Regions from separate parts of the Ovis aries genome. Here all the other regions are linked to region 1. The links are chromatin contacts, called in public Hi-C maps. All regions are on one chromosome and are shown on one strand. The core of a region is the stretch at or near the end of the contact, and the rest is flanking DNA. Distances in the headings are between cores, read along the strand shown. Region 1 holds the start of STX16 (syntaxin 16). Region 2 overlaps APCDD1L (APC down-regulated 1 like). Region 3 holds the start of GNAS (GNAS complex locus).

Region 1 (3,334 bases), core at 302-2,801:
CACAGAAACGTTCTCCTTTAGAAAACAAAATTATATGTATATATTTGTATGTATGTATGTATAGGGTGCCTCCAGCGACACGGCGAAACCCGGCGAGACCCTCGCCCTGCGCCCCGCGGGTGCTGCTGACATTCGCGCGCGGGTCTCCGCGCCGGCCCGGCTGCCGCCCTTTGTGAGCGCGGACACCGGCTTTGTGTTTCCCGTGTTTGCTATCTTTCCTTTGCAAACTCGGCGCTTAGCACGGGGGAGACGCTAGGAAAATGCACGTGTGTGTGTAAAGTTTGTTTCATGCAGAAACAATTGCAGGGATCGGGCCGTTCCCGGGTGCCGGGCGATTTTCCTTTGTTAAGACCACACTCTCGAGTGCGGCTCGGCGGCCCCACGGTGGTCCCCGCTCGCCCCGGGAAAAGGAACCCGGTGCCGCCCCAGCCCCGAGCCCCTTGGGAGGCGCGGTTGCCCGACTCCACGACCCCGACCCACTCGGGTCCGCACGCCCGGCCCAAGCTGTTTCTGGCTCGGGCTTCGGCCTCTGGGCGCTGGGCTGGGGGGGGCGGGGGGGACGGGGAGGTGACCTCGTGCGGCCAGTAGGGTGGCCTCCTACGGCCCGTGGCGTGGGCCGGGGCAGGACACCCCTCAGGACTCGGGCCTCGCTCGTGGGGCGATCACCTGGCCCCCTGCTTGCCGCGCTCGGGCTCGGGCGACTCGATTCCAATGCGCCCCGGCTCAGCCTCTGCCCAAATTCCGCCAACCCGAGTCCGCAACCAAGTGCTGGGGTGGCGGGGGGCTTCCCGACCCCATTCCAGGGCGGGAAAGCGGCCTAGGGGTGTGGGGCGCGCGGGCCCACTAGGCAGGGAGAAGTGGTTGGGGGCGGGGGGCTGTCAAAGTTTCGGGAACTTTTCCACTTGAGATTGTACAACCCTGCAGTGCCCCCTACAGAACGCGGCAGCCGGGCAGGTCCCCACGACCCCCCGACTGCGGGCGGCGGCACGGCCCAGGCGGCCTGCAGCTCTAGCTGGAGCTTTTGCTTTTTTTTTTTTTTTTCCTCTCCTGCTTGTTTTCCTGATACTTTTTTTTTTTTTTTCAGATTTGGGGGAACAAAAAAAAAAAGCGAGCGCGAGCCGCCGCCTGCAGTGGAGCGTGCTCGGCCTCCAAGAGGCAGTCGTCTCCAACTTTTCCTCTCCCGCCCCAACTCCGCGCGTCTCAAACTTCGGTTCTGCTGGAGCCCAAATCTGCCTGCCTCTCGACTCCACTCTAATAAGCGCGCCAAGGCCCCTGGCAGTTGTTTGTAACGTGAGGGCCACGTTCTCGAGGCTCAGGCCAGCCCGAAGGCCCACTCTCAGCGCCTGGGCCCAGTTGGCAAGGGGGAACCTAGCGTCCCGGCTGCACCCCGGGAGAGGGCGGAGCGCTCCCATGACCCGGGGCAGGGGGGTAGGGATCTCCCGCGCCCGGAACGTTGCGAGCAAGGCTTGTGAACGTCGCAGGGGGGCACTCTCGAGAGACGGACAGGAAGAGGGCCAGGGGGGAACGCCAGAACCCGGGACCCAGAGCACGGAAACGGCCCTGGGGCTGAGCAGCAGTCAGATCCGGGGATGGAGGGAGCCGAAGAAGAGGAGTGAGGAGGCCGTGGAGGCAGGCTCTGCTGCCCTCCTGGAGGCCGGCAGCCTGCTGTGGCAGTGGAGGACCAGGCCACCCATAAAGGGAAGGGGTCAGGAGGTCGGGGCCCCGGCCTTAGAGGGCTCAGACCAGGCCCCAGCAGGAAGCAGCAGGCGTTCAGGGCCCAGGCCTGGTTCGATTGTCCAAAAAGGGGCCTCAAGCAGGCCTCTCAGGCCTCTGGAGGGCAAACTGAGCCAGAGGCAGGCCTGAAAGCACGGCCCAGACGCGTGTGAGCCAAGTTAGACATGAGGCTCGGGCCCTAGGGGGTGTGAGAGACTGATGTGGTAGGGGGCTTCCGAGTCTTCCAGTCCAAAGCCGGATTGGCCAGTTAGACGCTTGTAGATCCAAGGTTGGATTGGGGAGGGGTCTCTGGGAAGTTGGCTAGCAACGCAAGGATTGGGGGGATTTGAGTGCTTAGAGATCGAAGGCAGGCCCTGGGTAGGGGGAGTCAGACAATTGGAAAGCCGAGGTGTTAGCTGGGGAGGGGTCTTTGCGCTTGGAGGAAGCACAGAGCAGCACCTGCTCGGCTGCAGGCCTGAGAAGGGAACCAGGCCAGGCCAAGAGAAAGAAAGTGAATAAACCTGGATTCTTAAGTGGGCGGGGGGCCCCTGAGCTGGGGGTCACAAAGGGTGAGACATGGCCACGAGGCGTTTAACCGACGCTTTCTTGTTGTTGCGGAATAATTCCATCCAAAACCGGCAGCTGTTAGCCGAGCAAGTGAGTAGTCACACCACCTCCAGCCCTCTGCATTCACGTAGCATTGCTGCGGTGAGTCTCCAGGCGGCCTCTCCGACACACGCCCTGTGTGCACTGCGGCTCTGCCTGTCTGTCTGTCTGTGTCTGTCTCTCTGTTTAAAAAAGAAAATAAGACTAGCATGGAAGTGCGGGGTCTATTGGCTGGGGTCCGCGAGCTTCGATAACCCTGGCTGGGGAAGAAGCATCTAGATCCTGCTCCACCTCTGCCTTGCACGCTCTCTTCACTTCCGCATCCCTCTCCGTCCTCCCCCTTCCACCCCCCCGGTTGTCCCCGCGCGACCGGCGCCTTCAATTTACATATGTTTTAGCACTGAGATTTGGAGGCTTTTTTTCCTGAAGCCTTTTTGTTCCGTTTTGTTTTAAGCGCCCCCCTCCTTCCCCCGTCCGCCCCCGCAGACAGCCTCACTTTGGTTCTGATGGTCGGTTTGCAGGCTGGCAGATCCAAATCCTTGCAAATGAACGATGCCTTCCTCGCTAGAGAGGAAGGAGTTGGGTGTTTTTTTTTTGGGGGGGGGGGTGTTCTTTTTTTTTAAATGGTCTCGAAGCCCTCTGTGTGCCCGTGTTCCCTGTGAATAATTGCTTTGCTGTTTTTCATGGGGGTTCTTGTTTGTGAGGCTGTAAGGTGCTTGCTTCTTCGTTTTCTATTTCCCAGACAGGAAATAAAGCTCTTTCTTCCATAGGAACTTTTTAATTCGAACGTGATGTGTATGTGAAAATTAACCCCCCAAATAGCCCACGATTTTGATTTAATTAACCTGAACCTTTCTTTAGCCCAGCTGTAGAATCTCTTAGAGGGAGGGCCTGGAAGGATGACTGTTGTTTTCCTGTTTGTTTATGATGAAGGGCTACTTTCCCGTCCAAACCTCAGTCTCTTGCTCTGTTGAACAAGGAAATGGGTGCAGATGGTCTAAACAAGAGGGTGATG
Region 2 (3,343 bases), core at 788-3,287, 170 kb before region 1:
TGAGGATGGGCCAGATCTGGCATAAACACCTGACGCTAGCTCCTTGGCTTTAAAGCCTTTTTTGATCCTTGGGGCCTGCCCCGCAAAACTAGGACCCTGATACGGTTCTTCATCCCAGGGCAGGCTCCAACCTGGCTCCACAGCACTGCTCAATAGACACACACTGTGAGTCACACATAATAAAAAGCCAAACAGTAGCAGGTGCAATTAATTTTAACAATATTTTATCCAGACCCAATAGTGTCTGTAATAAATTCAACACGTATAAATACGAAAACTAGCAGTTAGATATTTTATACACTCTTTCAAACACAAGTCTTTGAAGTCGGGTGTACATTTACACTCCAGCACAGCTCAGTTTAGATGGGTCACATTTTAGGGCTCGGGGGCCATATGTGGCCAGTGGCTGCTGTACTGGATAGTACAGAGATGTCTGCATCAAATTTCACTGTATCAGAGGTTTTCAAGCTAGTTTCTGAAAACCAGAGATGTTTTATTCAGGAGAGAAGGGGAGACCCAGTAAGTGGGACCCTGGCCTCTCACCTTCTGTTTCAGCCCACGCCGGCCCCTCACCCTTTGCTCTGGTTTATGTCCTGGGAGGCTAATTAAGATCTGCTTTGAAAAAAGTGTTCTCTTGCTTAAGAAAAAAAATCTGAAACCCTCTGGTTTATTTCAAAATCCTGAGCTTGAGGTAATTCACCTAGAATGTCTGTACTTGGAAGCTTATGCACGTTTTCAATAAAAATCCCCACCCCAAAATAACCTCTCTTGATTAGAGGCGGCCGCCCTTTACACACTGAGAAATGCTGGCGTGCAACAGCACACAGAGGATGTTTGGCCAACAAGCTTCAGAAACCGGCTGTTGAGATGGCAGCCGTCACCACGTTGCTACAGCAAAAGACGTGCTTTGCAAGGCAGCCACGGCACAAAAGCCACGCAAGGTTTCCATTTAAACTCCCCTGAGAAGGTCACAGATTGACATGCGGTGACAGCACCAGCAAGTCACAGAAATATGAATACAAACTTAGAGAATTCTAAGGAGCCTAAACTTCCCCCTCTGTTGTGGACGGCCAGCCCTCACACCCCTCATATGGCCCTCATTTGGCCTTAATTGAATCTCATTATCCATCTGATCTGAGGGTCTTGCCTTCAAGGCCAGTGGGAAGGGGCGTTGTCGGGGAGGGGTTGGGCAAGATAGACTTTGTATTCTTGGGAAACTCAGAAATGGCATGCTCTAGAAAAAGGACACTCAGCTTCCCCAGCCCTGCAGCTCCCCAGGACTGAGAAATGTACCTGCCTTTGCATGGCGAGTTTGGAGAGTTTAAAGTTGTCCTGAGGGAGCAACTTTCTGCTCCCTCAGGACATGGTCCCTCCTGAGGGAGCAGAAATTCTGGAGGGATTCCCTAGCAGTAATCTGCCTAGGAAAACAGATTCTGAGCTTCTGAGATGCAGGAGGGCCTCAGACTCAGATGTCAGTGTGTTGAAAGGCTGTGGAAGGAACGTACTTGGTTTGTCACTATCTACCCTGTTTCCCATGAAAAGTTCGAGCCTGGGCTGGACCAAGTGATCGTTGGAAAAGGTGGACGTTATAGGTGCTGCTTGGAGAAGGCGACTGTTTTATTATGTTTGTGTTTCCAAAATTGAAAACATGTTGTCGAGAGGACTGGCTGACCACGTAGATCTCTCCCCAAGGCCTGTGTTGAGTGTTTCCTGCTAAGTGGAGAGAAAATGCAGAGATCATGGGATGGGAAGGGAAGGGGGGATTTGGGAGACAGAGTCTGGCCCACCAGGCCTGGCTCATCAGCCAGGTTTTTTTTTTTTTTTTTTTAATTTGTTTGTTTGCTTAGGAATGTTCCAGCACGAAAACCGTTCCCATCAAAACTCCCTGAGCCCCATGATAATGCTAATCACTCCTCTCTCTGGCCGGGTCTTCTACCCGGATGAAAACTGGGAATTCCCAGCCAAGGTCCAGCAGCTTCCAAACAGCCAAGGCGTCCGGATGATTCATGGGAGCTTTTCCTCTTTCACCCAGATGTTCTGGTGTCTTGGACACATGTCCTCCTGAGCTCGACTTGAGTGCCTGTGTTCCCAGATCTGCACGTTGGCCCTGTAGATATTCATAATTTATACCAAATTTCCTGCTTCACCCTCACCAGCACCTGCCTTCTCTCAGGGAAAAGTGGCTGACGACCCCAGGAAGAGAATGCCTGACATTTGGCCCAGAGCCTCTGGGGTGGGGTTGTCCCAGCCACTGCTGGGTGACTGCAGTGGGGAGCGAAGGGTCTTCCCAGGTGCCGATAATGGTAAAGAACCCACCTGCCAATGCAGGAGACATGAGATGTGAGTCCCATCCCTGGGTTGGGAAGATCCCCTGGAGGAGGAAATGGCAATTCGGTGATCTTGCCTGGAGAATCCCAGGGACAGAGGAGCCTGGCAGGCTACAGTCTATGGGGTCACAAAGAGCCGGACATGACTGGGCATGCATGCAGCAGATACCAAATTTGGTCCATACTCTCCACAGATACCAAATTTCAGCCCTGTGCTTTGAGGGGAGTAATAAGTGGCATGGGGTGGGGTGCTGGAGCGTGAGATCTCTCCCGGCTTCTGAACCTGCCTGGGTCTCACCGAGCATTCTAGCGCTGCCCTGAGGGCTGTAGTTACAAGTCAGTGTTTGCGAAACAGAACGTGTGTCTAGAAGTCTCCAGTTGCATCGAATCCTTGTTCGCTCTCCTGGCAGAAGACTGAAGGTTCCATTGTTCTATAGGACAGGAATTTGGCAAGGCAATCACAAGGCTTTGACATGTTCAGTAAGAAAGAAGACGTTGTGTCCTCGGCCGTGAAGACTCCCGCAAAGAGGCTCAGGACAAAGGACCTTGGGGAGGCACCTTGGGAAGCTTGGTTGTCCACCAGGTCTTGCCTGGAGGGGCCAAGAGTCCTCCTGTCTCACGGAAATAGTTAGGTTTCGAGGAGAGAGGAATGGAGACTGTTGGTCGCCTCTTGGGTGCCTTTGGGTCTGAGAGCGGTGCGGAGGTGTGGGGGGGTCCCGGGTCGCAGCCCCCGGCGTTGGGGGAAGTACACCACGTACGGGGCTGTTCTTGGAAGTGTCCACAAGGGGGCCCTCTTGAGCTTTGGTTGGGGCGGTTGGGCGGCCTCGGTTGAAACCCAGCACCGTCTCCTCCAGCCTTGGCGTTCAGCCGAGGGCCAGGGACTCTCTCCGCCCACCTTGGCGCTGGTGGAGAAGGAGCCCTTGGAAGGCCGACTAGGGGGCCCATGCCTTCTTCCACGTGGGGGAATCTTGGGCTCCACTCCTACCAAGAACTCATTTGCAGACCCAAGGGTGAGG
Region 3 (3,270 bases), core at 336-2,835, 190 kb after region 1:
ACAGAAGTCACCACAATGAGAACCCCGAGCACCACAACGAAGAGTAGCCCCTGCTTCCCACAGCTAGAGAAAGTCCAAGTGCAGGAATAAAGACCCAGCAGAGCCATAAAGAAAGAAAAGGAAAAGAATCACCTCATGGACTCTTGACGTCTCCACCACATTGACTCAAAGACAAGAAAAACCACCTGTGCCACCTGGAAGCTTGCTGGTTGCAGGATTTGAGGAAGCTTGCAGACTTGAGGAAGATGGTTTTGCTGAGCTGTACCACTGGTGGACCTGTCACTAGGGCAAAAGGGATGCTCCGTATTTGAATAAGGTGGGCAGAAGCAGCAGTCAAGTTGCAACTGGAACCCCTGAGCTTCCAAAGTACCACCCTTTCCCGAGCAAGGACCACTCCAGGGACCCCCTCCAGGAGAACACGGAGCTCATTTGATTTTCCAGGGCCAAGAGATGGTCTCATCTCCTTTGGGGTTCAACGGTATGACCTAGGGGGTCTAGCTGTCCCCTAGCCTTAATACTCTGGTTGACCCAATAAATTTTCTCATACCGTAGAATGCATACTCGATTAAACAATGCTGATGGGTAAGGAGTGAGTCCTAAGTGGTTTAATGCTCTGATTAACATAAGATTAGCCCTAAAGATTCTCTCCTTAATATAAGATTGCCTTTCCTTTCCTCTTCTTCCTACTCTAGCATCTTCAGCACCTAGAACAGAGGTTGGCAAGAGCTAGGCATTCAATATTTGATGAATAACCGCACTTTGTTGAAAACCTGTTTATGAAAAGATCTGTGAACGGTACCCGGCGGTTTCCTTGATAGCCGGACGCCCTGCAGCGCCCTCCAGGGTCGGCGAACTGGTTTGCACGTACTGAACATCAGCACAGATCTTCCTTGAGGGATGTTCTGGGCAAAGAGAGACTTTCAGCCCGCGTTCTCAGCTAGAGCTCAGGGTGGCCCACCAACGGGTTTGGGGACGTGTAAACCATCACTTCGTCTGTCTGTGGTTGTCCTTCTTAGCGAATCCGTAATTAATTAGTCGCTTCAGACCTGGGGGGAAAGGACTGGAAACGTCTCAAATTACAGTCTCTAGACGAGATCTGCGATTAATGACTGCCTGAGATTACCCTTTTCCAACTATAATATTAAGCCCTTGGAAAATGCCCTGGACTGGATAGTTTAATACTGATGTACAGACGCTCATTCCTCCAGAATACAGAATATCTGCAAATTTTTTAGCTGCTTCAGGCTTTGTTCAGTTTATCAATAACCCTGGAGAAGCTGGGGAGGGGTCCGGACACCATGGAGAACCCATGCCCCGCTGCGCAAACACTCTAACCTGTGGCTCGCTGGCTGGCTGGCTCGCTCGCCCCATGGCACACGCCTGGTTCCCCCGCCGCTCGCGTCCTTCAAAACCTTTCAAACAAGGTTCCCTCCTGCCACCTGCCGGTCCACTAGGGTCTGAGCCTCGGCTCCGCGCCACCGCGCAGCGCGCGGGGACCCGCCCCCGCCTCCCTACTGCACATGCCCGGCAGAAGTCCGGGCGCGCAACTTTGCAGAACCTCTCAGCCCCGTCTGTCTTCGCCTCAGTCTCCTCTTTCCTCTCCCAGGCGAGAGGACCAGCGGAGGCACCTCTTCGGAGTCTTAGGCTACAGAGTCTAAGACTTAGAGAGAGGGGCCCCGGAGGAGACGGACTTTCCCACCCCTTTTCCCATCCTTTCTTTATGCCCAGAGAGGCAAGCAGAGGCGCGGAGCTTTAGAAAGTTGAGTGGTCAGGAAGGTAGGTGCTTCCCTTTTTCCCCTCGAGCCGAGGTGGGGCTGGGACCGCCGGACCCAGCTTCTTCCCTCGCGAGGAGCACCTTTTTCGGCTCTAGCGGCCGATGCGCTTCGGAGCTGCTCTCTGCAGAGCCAGAGGGTGGGTCGGATTCGCCGAGTGTGCGTGAGGATGGATCGTAGATCCCGACCTCAGCTAGGGCGCCGAGCTCGCCACAATTACAACGATCTGTGCCCACCCATAGGCCGCCGGGCAGCCACAGCGCTCCTCTGGCTCTCCTGCTCCATCGCGCTCCTCCGCGCCCTTGCCACCTCCAGCACCCGCGCCCAGCAGCGCGCGGCTGCCCAGCGCCGGAGCTTCCTGAACGCCCACCACCGCTCTGCAGCCCAGGTATTCCCCGAGCCCCCTGAATCTGACCACGAGGACACAGACCTCGAGCCCTCCCTTCCCGAGTGCCCAGAGTACCAGGAAGAAGAGTTCGACTACGAATCCGAGACCGAGTCCGAGTCTGAAATCGAGTCCGAGACCGAATTCGAGACCGAGTCTGACACAGCCCCCACCACTGAGCCGGAGACCGAGCCCGAGGACGAGCGGGGCCCCGTGGTGCCCAAGCGCCCCACCTTCCACCAATCTCTCACCGAGCGTCTCAGCGCCCTGAGGCTGCGGAGCCCCGACGCCTCCCCGAGTCGTGCGCCGCCCAGTACTCAGGAGTCTGAGAGCCCCAGACAACGGGAAGAGCCCGAGGACAAGGATCCGAGGGACCCCGAAGAGTCTGAGGAGCCAAAGGAGGAGGAGAAGGAGCAGCAGCGTCGCTGCAAGCCGAAGAAGCCCACCCGCCGCGACCCATCCCCCGAGTCCCCTTCCAAAAGGGGGCCCATCCCCATCCGGCGTCACTAATGGAAGACGCGCCCCGGATTCTCCTTGTGTTCTTTGACCCAGGTTGGTTGCCCACTGCTAAACTGGGGAGTCTGGGGTCGGTGCAGGACCGGCGGGAGGAAGGGAGGGAGGAAAAGCAGGTTAGAGGGGAAGCGGGAAGAGAGCGGGCTCAGTGAGCCAGCCCGGGAGGGGCAGGGGCACAGAACCAACTGGGAAGGGCTCCCCAGATCTCCCCCAGGGTGCCGGTGGGCGCCTAGGTGGCCAAACGCTTGTTGGACGGTGGGGCGTCTTTGCGTTCCTCTGGAAACAGCCAGAGGTCTCCGAGCTGGCGTCCAGGACCCGCGCAACTGAATCCCGGGCGCACCCCAGGTTTCGAGCTGTACACCCAGAAGGCACGGGTAAGTCACTTATTTTATGCGCTTTTTCCCCTTCTAGAGAAACTAGTCTCAAACCAGTTGGCCACGGCGGGTGCCAAAAACGTGGCTCAGAAGTGCTCGCGCCAACTTTCGGAAAGCAGAGCCACCGCGCTGTAGCGACACTGTTGCAATGTGCGAAAAGTAACCTGGCAGGGATTGGGTGAGAACTCCGGAGACTTGCCCGCTCCCGGAAAGTCTCTCGCGCGCG

Evidence for each region. Hi-C and Micro-C count contacts between places; a contact is called where the count stands out from the background.
Region 2: a contact with region 1 is called in a Hi-C map of tail adipose tissue, with 4 times the contacts expected there. The contact joins the enhancer-like site here to the promoter of STX16 in region 1. A contact is called at or near these places in 3 of 16 Hi-C or Micro-C datasets (hypothalamus and tail adipose tissue).
Region 3: a Hi-C map of tail adipose tissue shows a contact between it and region 1, with 2.4 times the contacts expected there. The contact joins the promoter of GNAS here to the promoter of STX16 in region 1. A contact is called at or near these places in 3 of 16 Hi-C or Micro-C datasets (hypothalamus and tail adipose tissue).

What each region holds. Positions count from the first base shown.
Region 1 is chr13:57,405,654-57,408,987 of ARS-UI_Ramb_v3.0, reverse strand. It overlaps STX16 (syntaxin 16), which reads left to right and starts at 1,551. Exons shown (of 8, transcript XM_004014438.5): 1 at 1,551-2,370. The coding sequence starts at 2,290.
Region 2 is chr13:57,572,840-57,576,182 of ARS-UI_Ramb_v3.0, reverse strand. The region is part of intron 1 of APCDD1L (APC down-regulated 1 like); the gene reads right to left. Among named protein-coding and RNA genes, the nearest start is that of APCDD1L, 31 kb to the right of the region's middle. Within about 2 kb of position 2,037, at least 4 of the 54 cell types and tissues checked have an H3K27ac peak or open chromatin away from gene starts, as enhancers often do. A contact at or near this core is called in tail adipose tissue, where this site is marked.
Region 3 is chr13:57,217,846-57,221,115 of ARS-UI_Ramb_v3.0, reverse strand. It overlaps GNAS (GNAS complex locus), which reads left to right and starts at 1,585. Exons shown (of 12, transcript XM_060396963.1): 1 at 1,585-2,709. The coding sequence starts at 2,667. It overlaps LOC101102411 (neuroendocrine secretory protein 55), which reads left to right and starts at 1,585. Exons shown (of 2, transcript XM_060396969.1): 1 at 1,585-2,709. The coding sequence starts at 1,942. The coding sequence ends at 2,667. LOC105606221 (a long non-coding RNA gene) reads right to left here. Exons shown (of 4, transcript XR_009595953.1): 2 at 1-3,270.